2 separate regions of the Anser cygnoides genome follow, and region 2 is linked to region 1. A link is a contact called in public Hi-C data. All regions are on one chromosome and are shown on one strand. Each heading gives the region's core, a stretch centred on a gene start, on an enhancer-like site or on the middle of the called end of the contact. The rest is flanking DNA. Distances are from core to core; before and after follow the strand shown. Region 1 holds the start of PRORP (protein only RNase P catalytic subunit). Region 2 has its middle 12 kb from the start of NFKBIA.

Evidence for each region. Hi-C and Micro-C count contacts between places; a contact is called where the count stands out from the background.
Region 2: a Hi-C map of liver shows a contact between it and region 1, with 2.5 times the contacts expected there. The contact joins the enhancer-like site here to the promoter of PRORP in region 1. A contact is called at or near these places in 4 of 7 Hi-C or Micro-C datasets (granulosa cells and liver).

What each region holds. Positions count from the first base shown.
Region 1 is chr5:40,299,708-40,303,849 of Taihu_goose_T2T_genome, forward strand. It overlaps PRORP (protein only RNase P catalytic subunit), which reads left to right and starts at 2,380. Exons shown (of 8, transcript XM_048059954.2): 1 at 2,380-2,536; 2 at 2,927-4,142. The coding sequence starts at 3,313. It overlaps PPP2R3C (protein phosphatase 2 regulatory subunit B''gamma), which reads right to left and starts at 2,310. Exons shown (of 13, transcript XM_048059960.2): 1 at 2,155-2,310; 2 at 1,740-1,867; 3 at 474-578. The coding sequence starts at 2,203.
Region 2 is chr5:40,411,824-40,415,965 of Taihu_goose_T2T_genome, forward strand. No RefSeq gene overlaps it. Among named protein-coding and RNA genes, the nearest start is that of NFKBIA, 12 kb to the left of the region's middle. Within about 2 kb of position 1,693, at least 1 of the 3 cell types and tissues checked has open chromatin away from gene starts, as enhancers often do. A contact at or near this core is called in liver, where this site is marked.

The sequences.
Region 1 (4,142 bases), core at 1,130-3,629:
TGCAAGGCTATCTCAGTTAATTAGTACACATCACTTCAGCCAGGAAAGCAAGCAAGCAGTACTTCCACTGCTCTAAACTGGCATTACACACACACCACTAGGATTTCCAGGGTCACATCCTTTTGTATTTGCACTGCAGTACACTCAGCTCTCTTTGGACTTTCTCTCAGGGATACCCAAATACTTACTGCTTCTGGGCCCACTAGGAAATTGACGGAATGTGCTGGAAAACTAGAAGCCATTGATTTAATCCTCATGTACATCAAGAGGAAGTCTTACACTTAACCTTATCAGCCAAAGTCTATTCAGCACTTTGGTTTTATCTAGGACTTCACAATAAGCCAACATGCCCAAATACAAAGCACCTTACCAGCCACACAAGATTCTGCGGGGTGACAGCAGATGCTCAAATTGTGCAGAGAAAGGAAGTTTGTCAAAAGTCATTACAAGATGTACAGAAAATATTTTCTTACCTGCAGCTCTTCATTATCCAAAAGTTCTCTGCTTTTTCTTTGCAGAAAGACAGCTCTAGATTCTTCTCTTAATTTCTGAAGCAAGACTTCATCTTCAGCTGGCAGCTAAAAGCATTGTGATGTTTTAATTTTCTGTACAGTGATGTTTTAATTTTCTGTACAGTAATACCATTCAAAAATTACACAGCTAGCAAGTATTCCTAGGTAACCCTGACTCACACCCTCAGATAAAGCTGTTTACTCAACCGAAAATATCATACTACTGACCAGAATGCTGTGTGGTACCTGCTTATTCTACAGGTGTACTTTACATTTGCATACTGTCTCAAACTATTTCATTACTGAAATACTTATTTAAAGCAGGATGTTGACATGAGAGACAGGGAGACCTATCACATACCTGGTAACCCACCTTAGAAGCATTTTCCCACTGTTTTAAGATAGAAGGGCTACACAAGACATTTACTAGTGTTTTTTTAGTCAGGAGAGAGCAGCACTTTCTGTTTCATGATAGGCCTGACTCTCAAAAGCATACGTGTCTATGAGACATGTTTTGGTCAGCAAAATACGGAAGAATGCTTTGTATGAAAATTCTACCAACATTTACACAAAAAACTATACTATCACTATCAGAACTTATGTTTGCATGTGTAGTCATCAACTGAAACATAAGTACATGAGAACTTTGTTGGCAGAAACCCATGATCCTAAGGAATATGGGACGATACAAGACTAGACAGCAGTGAACTGTCAAGCTGATAAATGCCAGCGCTATCAAGGTGTCAAACTTTTGTTCTCATAGTCCCCCAAAGCTATCTGATGTATGCCACAGGTAAGTTGCCTGACCAAGCATTTCTGGCAGATGCAAGCAAGAGCCTTATCTGTAGTTTTTAAGACTAAGGACCCATCCTTTTCACAAAGTAGCAGCCTACAGTGTCTGAATACAAACAAGAAGGTACTTATTTGTAACACCTGTATGCCAAAACTTAGTTAAAAGGGAAGTATCTCTGAAAGAGAAGCAGGACTTGTTACCTTTAGGAAACCCCCAAGCCTACTGCCTGAGTACCAAGCTATTTCATGTCCTTTCATGAGATGCTTGGTAATTATTTCGAACTGCTGAAATTTGTATGCATACAGAGATAGAAGATCCACATCTTTCAGATCTCAAGATACTTCAGCTTCTGAGGCTGAAACGCCCCTTTGAATAAGCACAAGCATCTTTTATGGGACGACACAGCCTCTTGCTCACCTGGCCGCCCCACCTACCCTGTAGTAGAAGCGCGGGATGTTGGTGTATGACGGGTTGCCTCCTTTCCTCCCGCCCTTCCATTCCACGTAGTACTTGGTGAACAGCTCCATCTCTTCATCCTTCAGCTCCTGCTCGCTCCTTTTGGCTGCTTAACACAGAAAACAGTTTCCACGTTGGACTCTAGAGCTCTGGCACGCCGCAGGACTCGCGAAGAGGAACCAACACCGCCGCTTACACAGCCGCACGGAGCGGTGGGGCAGTCACTACGCGGAAAGGAACGGAGCACACACCTACTGCATCAATAACAGACTCAGTGGGGAGGCAGGCCCCGGCTGAGGGCTTCCAGAAGGAGAAGAAGAAGGAGGAGGAGGAGGAGGAGGGGAGGAGGAGGAGGAAGACGAGCCAGCCCCCCCCCCCCCCCCGCGCACTCACCGAGGCGGCGGGCAGCCAGGCGGCCCCGCAGGCTCCGCGCCCAGTCCATGGCCCCGCAGAGCGGCGCCGCGCATGCGCCCTGCACCCACCCGACGCGCCGGGCGCTCCGGGCTCTCCGGGCGCTCCGGGCGCCGCGCCCTCAACTGGCATGGCGGAAGGAGCCGCTAGAGGCGTGCAGGACTTATAACGCACGCCCCCCCCCCCCGAGATGTGATTGGCTGTGAGCCCGGCGGGCGCGCCCAGTAGCACTTCCGGGTGAGAGGGGCGGTGAGCGCCCTGTCCGCCGCGCGGCCGCCTCTGCTCCACGCCGCGGGCGGGCAGCGGGCCCGCAGCGAGCCCCCCGCGGCACCGAGGCGCCCACGGCCGCCGCGCACCGAGCGAGGTGAGAGAGCCCCGCAGGGTGAGAGCGCAGCGCGCGTAGCTGCCGCGCTCCTGAACGCTCTGGCGCGGTGAGGCGGGGCAAAGGGGGGGAGAGAGACTACATTTCCCATTAGGCAGCGCGCCGCCGCCGTGCCGCGTGGCACTCTGGGAGTTGTAGTTCAGCCCGCGTCGCTTGCGGGCCCCCGCTTTGTGGCAGCGAGGCGTGGGGGGGGCTGGGGGCGAGCAGGCGGGGCTTGGCACCGGGCGGGGGGCGGGGGGGCCGTGCCGGGACTGCCCGAGGGCCCCCGGGGCGGTTCCTGGCCTGGAGGTGTCGGGGTACAGCGAGCCGTGAAGGTGGCGGTGTGAGTGGTGCGGAGCAGGGCGTGACGGTGCGGGCTGTGCTTGTTTGTAGGGAACCTCCCGAACTGGCCTGCGTGAAGGCAGGAGGAAGAAACGCTGCGCCCTTGGCCTGGCTGCATGCAGCGGTACCTCCTCTGTACGGCAGCTGTCAGAGAAATGCTGCGCCGCGAACCTGCAAAGCGTCATCTCTAGACAGAAGGGCACTCGTTTGGATGAATGTTCTCGTAGTCTGAGTAATTGTCTTTTTTTTTTGAAGACATTTTACCTTTTTTTGTTTCCATAATAATTGTAAACGACTCACAGAACACACATTTTGAAACTGCAGCTTATGCAGCGTGACGGCCCTCAGACCTTTATGATAAACTTTCCCATGCAAGCTGGTTTCCATATTACAGCTTCTCTCAACACCGTGAGCTGATAGTGAGATAACTTCTTGTGATGGCACTCTTTTCTCAAACTAGTCAGCAGGGTTTGCAGGCTTTGCTGTGGAAATGCCGTATGTTCTGGCCTGTTTCGAGATGTCAACAACTGTTTGCTGTCTCTTTCGGCATCCCCAGTAGGGAAAAAGTTAGCTGTTTCAGTTTCGTGACATCTTCCAGCACTGCTTTACCCGTGGATCCCAAAGGAGCTGATGCCTTTCCTACCAAGAAAAGGTCTGAAGTTGTTTACGAAGAAGAAAAAGGATGGGATGAGGAAACTAAACAAATACCTGAAGAGAAACTCCGCCTCTCTTCCTCTGCAGGAGCTCCCAAGAAACGAATAAGTCACATTTCATTAAGGCATAAGTTTGCCAAGGTACAGCCTCCAGAAAAACCTTTACAGGCTGAGGAATGGAATAGACTGAGGGAAAGCTTTCCGTCACCAGAAATATTTGAAGAAGTGATGTTTAACAATATGATCAGGTACAACAGCCCCATTGACGTGGCTAAGTCCTTGCTGACTCACGTGGCAAAAAGTAACGGTGACATTGGGTATAACCTGTTGGTCAAGTATCTGGCATTGTGTGCCCAACAAGGGAAGACTTCAGAAATCTGTGACGTGTATGATATATTGAAAATCAGATTTAAAATTTTAGAAAGTGGGGCTTACAATGTTATTGTCAGGGGGCTGAGTAATTCAGATCAATGGAGAAAGGCATTGACTATTTTGGAAGAAATAAAAATGGCTATGATTCCTTCACGAGCGAACTATGAGTCCTGTATCAAAGCAGCCTGCCGTCACCAAGAAATGACCCTCGCATGCGAACTGTACCGTGAAATGTTGGCTAA
Region 2 (4,142 bases), core at 443-2,942, 110 kb after region 1:
CAATATCCTGTGACAATAAGATTTAATTAAACATACAATGAAAACAAAATTCCACCACGACTTCCTGGTGTTTGTTTTAAAACTATTAGGTCATAGTTTAATAGAGAAAAAGGAATACTTCTGTTATGTGAAACAGGGAATGAGACTCCTTCTACATCTTCTTAGGCCACCAGTGATGAGACTGAGCTGTCACCACCCTCTGCTGTCTACTTTCCAAACCTCAGATAGTCTACTTCTAACCTGTTGAGTTTCTTCTCATACGGGAGCTTTTCACGGGCTCCTCACAAGACCACCCCAAAATCTGACCTTATGTCTGAGAGCGTTGTTCAAATGCTTCCTGAACTCTGACAGGCATGGTTCTGTGACCACTGCCCTGGGGAGCCTGTCCCAGTGCCTGACCACCCTCTGGGTGCAGAACCTTTCCCTAACACCCAGCCTGACCCTCCCCTGCCCCAGCTCCATGCCGTTCCCTCGGGTCCTGTCACTGTCCCCAGAGAGCAGAGCTCAGCGCCTGCCCCTCCGCTCCCCTCGTGAGGGAGCTGCAGGCCGCCATGAGGCCTCCCCTCAACCTGCTCTGCTCTGGGCTGAGCAAACCAAGGGACCTCAGCTGCTCCTCCTCGCTTCCCCTCTAGACCCTTCACTATCTTTGTAGCCTCCTTTGGACATTCTCTAGTAGTTTTATATCCTTATAATAAAAACAGTTCATTTAAAGCCCACGATTGTTCATGCATAAATAGGGTTTCATAACATGACGTAGCAGAGAATACATTTCTGCTATTCTTCTCAGTCACAGTTTTATCTGTTATGGCTAATTCTGTATCAGCTGTGGTCTTTGCTACTTGGCTCTTCACTCCCTTTTCTAGATCATTCAAGGATATGGAAAACAACATGGTGAGAACTGGACATAATTTTCTTTAAAGGCCAAGTCTAGGGAGGAAACGTCTATTATACAAGGTAAGAGTATGTGAGAAGAATGATGACGATAATGATCATTCTTGTCAACCTTTGTGTCACTGATCTGTCCTTTGATAGCATTCTTGTCAGCAACAAACCAATCCAGGAGCTGTTTGGAACAGCACTGTCTTTTTATAAGCTGAATGCATTCACCTCTCCCTGCCAAGCCAAAGCAAAGTTTGAAACATGAGTCTTTTAGGAAAACTGCTGAACCCCTTGCTTCCATGCTGGAAAGTGGTGAATCCAGCACCTTTGAAGTGGAGAAGGGTCACTGCTCTCACCCTGGCAGGCTGGTGATGAGCCCTCACTCACTGCCTGGACGCAGCACTGGGCTGGTTGGAGCCGCTGCCTCTGGGGAGATGCCGTGGAGGACTTGTGTCCCTGTGAGCGCCGTGCCTGGGGCCTCTCAGCCTCCAGGTGCTTCCTTCAGAGAGAGTGTGATGAAGAGAGAACAAACCTCCTGCCCCTCTTTCTCAGACCAGGGAGCAGCTCTTCATGTCAATTTAACTACCAACCAGAGGCAGCTTCCCCCTGATGCCCTTCATGTTATCCATACAGAAATATCAGCATGCTTCCTGTCAGGAGGCCCTCAACCCCGTGAGCCCGCCAACTTCTCAAGGGCAGTTCCTCCGTTTCAGTGGGACTGGGTTCCTCCCCTGCCACCCTTTGTGGCATTTACCCCCCCGCGGCCCCAGTTCCCGTGCAGTGCCCAGCAGAAGGGTGTCCCAGGGCAGGACAGCCCCTGGGGAAGAGCCTGGCTTCTCCTCGGCCTTCCACCGGCCCTCGGCCTCCGCGGCAGCTGCCGAGGGTGGTGCTGTGTTTCCCTCTAGTGGTGCCTGAGCCCTGCAGAAAAGCGCAGCGAAACCTGCAAGCTGGCCGTGATCTGCAGGAGAGGCTGGGGGGGTGACTTTCAGAGCTCGCAAAACTGATCTTTGCTTCAGTGAGCGATCCAAGGAGGTGGCAGCGTGCCTCCAGGCGAACCACGGTGGGTTTACGGCAAAAATCTCACTCTGTGCTTCATTAGACTCTCAAGGAATGCTTTATGAAGTACACTTGATCTGTCCTTGTATACATGAAGTTATCATTCATTGTGTGGTCTGGATCGATAACAGCATTGCTTGGTGCAGCATTCTTGGCACGGCTGAAATACCTATTTCCAGGAATCTGTATTTTGCTGAGTTAGGATGCTGAAACGTCGAGGTTGTTCCTGACCACCTGACACATCTCTAGGGGAAGTCCACGTCAGGCTGTTTTAGTCTCTGTGTTATTCTAGTATTGCAAGCAACAGATAGAGACTGAGGAGAAATGGTGAAAACAAATATATTTTAAATCTCCAAGGAAGAAAGATTTAACGTATCAGGACTGAGGTAAAATACCTTGTGCAGACAAGAAACTCTTCACAAATAAAAACCAAAGATAAGCCTAATAAGTTCCTTCTCCACAGCCTATTACAGGGCCTTTGAGCTTTCTGCAGATGTCCTAGGCCAGGGGATTTTCCCCACTGGTTGAGAAACATCCCATGTCTCAAGGCAGTTGGAAGTGGGTTGGTGAATCCTCCAGCTGCTCTTAGATCTGACATAAATGCCATCCATGAGTGCACTGCAAAGCTCCTTAATGCCAAGAGCTCAGTGCTGTAACATGATGGCTTGAGTCAAAAAGGGGGTCCACCTTGCCTGCACGGTGTCCTACCCAAGGACACTTTGTCCTCTGCCCAGCTTTCTGAGCAAGTTTAAGTTACTCTGGGCAGGTGACATTACACGCCTGCTGTTTACTATCAATTGTGAACGCTAAAAAGCCTGGTGCAAGTTTTTGTAACCTGCCCAACATTAACGAAATCAAAGGAGTGAGCTGCAAGACCTCCAGACCTCAGCTTCCAGTTCTGGTTACATTAGACCTGTGCCACCTATGCCACCACATCACTGTGTTTTAGTATAAACCCCTCTCCCCATGCTCAGCCTAACTACACAGCTCCTGCTGAGATAAACCTGATTTTGTGTAGGGCAGAGGTTAAGGGAAAGCCACCTGTTGCTGATCCACATTTCACATTTGACCACCTTGGAAGCTTCATACTGGCAATCTTGCTTAGATTCTCCTGCATTGCACTTTACCTCTCTTCTCCATGTACTTTCCTGCTAACCTGCCATCTCCCTTTCTCAGTCCCTTCACAAGCAGCTACTAGAAGTCGTTGAAAAGCCATACTCTTATCCTTGTTTTGGTCCAGATTCAGCTCCCTGAACCACATACAGCACTGGCTTCTGGATTGCAAGCCATCTTTTTGGCTTACATCTATATATGCAACATCATTAATATGGCTTTTTGCAAAGATTATCTAAAGCTCTTCTAATAAAGCTACCTAAGCACCTATCATAGCATCGTCCTTGACCTCCATCTCCTCCTTCAGAAAGTCAACAGACTGGGGGAGAGTGTGTGGCATAGTTCACTGATTTTGGCAGATGAATATTTGAAAAGATTTCTTGAGTATCCTGATGAGAAAAGGAAATGTTTTGTTCTTTTACATCTGGTAGGGAAAGCAGGTGATTTTTCTGATTATTTCTCTTAAGATTAAAAAGCTATTGTGGGTATTTACAATGTTACTAGTATAAGAGTTTATAATAATATGTTAAAAATGTTAACATAAATAATATTGACTAATGTGGGCTCGTTGAAGTTGTATCTTTTAAATATTATTGCTACTACATTGTCTTGTTGGAACAGCTTTAAATGCTTTTAATTAATTTTTGCTGAAGCAAAGCACCAGCAACAGGGATGCCAGAACGTCTTGCAGGTGTGCATCCAGCTGTAAGAGGGGTGTAATGGCAGGACTTGGGCAGAGTTCAGCTGCTTTAGTTCAAAACTGTGACAATGAGAACCACCACTTGCGTGCTGTCTCACCCTGGCCCAAAGTCTATGAAAGATGCAGTTTCATGTTGCAAAGGACTTCAGCTCCTCAAATTCCAATCCCTCAGTCCCCAGTCAGACCCAAGGTCTCCTAGGATCCTCAGATCCAGTCCCTGGTCATGGTTACCCAGTGACTATTTCATGGGAGACCAAGCTGGAGCCTGGTCCGAAGCCCTTGATACCCCTCTCCCCAGCTCCCATTCCTTATACATCTCCTGTAGTCTCAAGAGACATCCCCTGTCTCTTGAGGATGCTGAATGTCAGAAGTGAATGGATGAAGAAGCCTATCT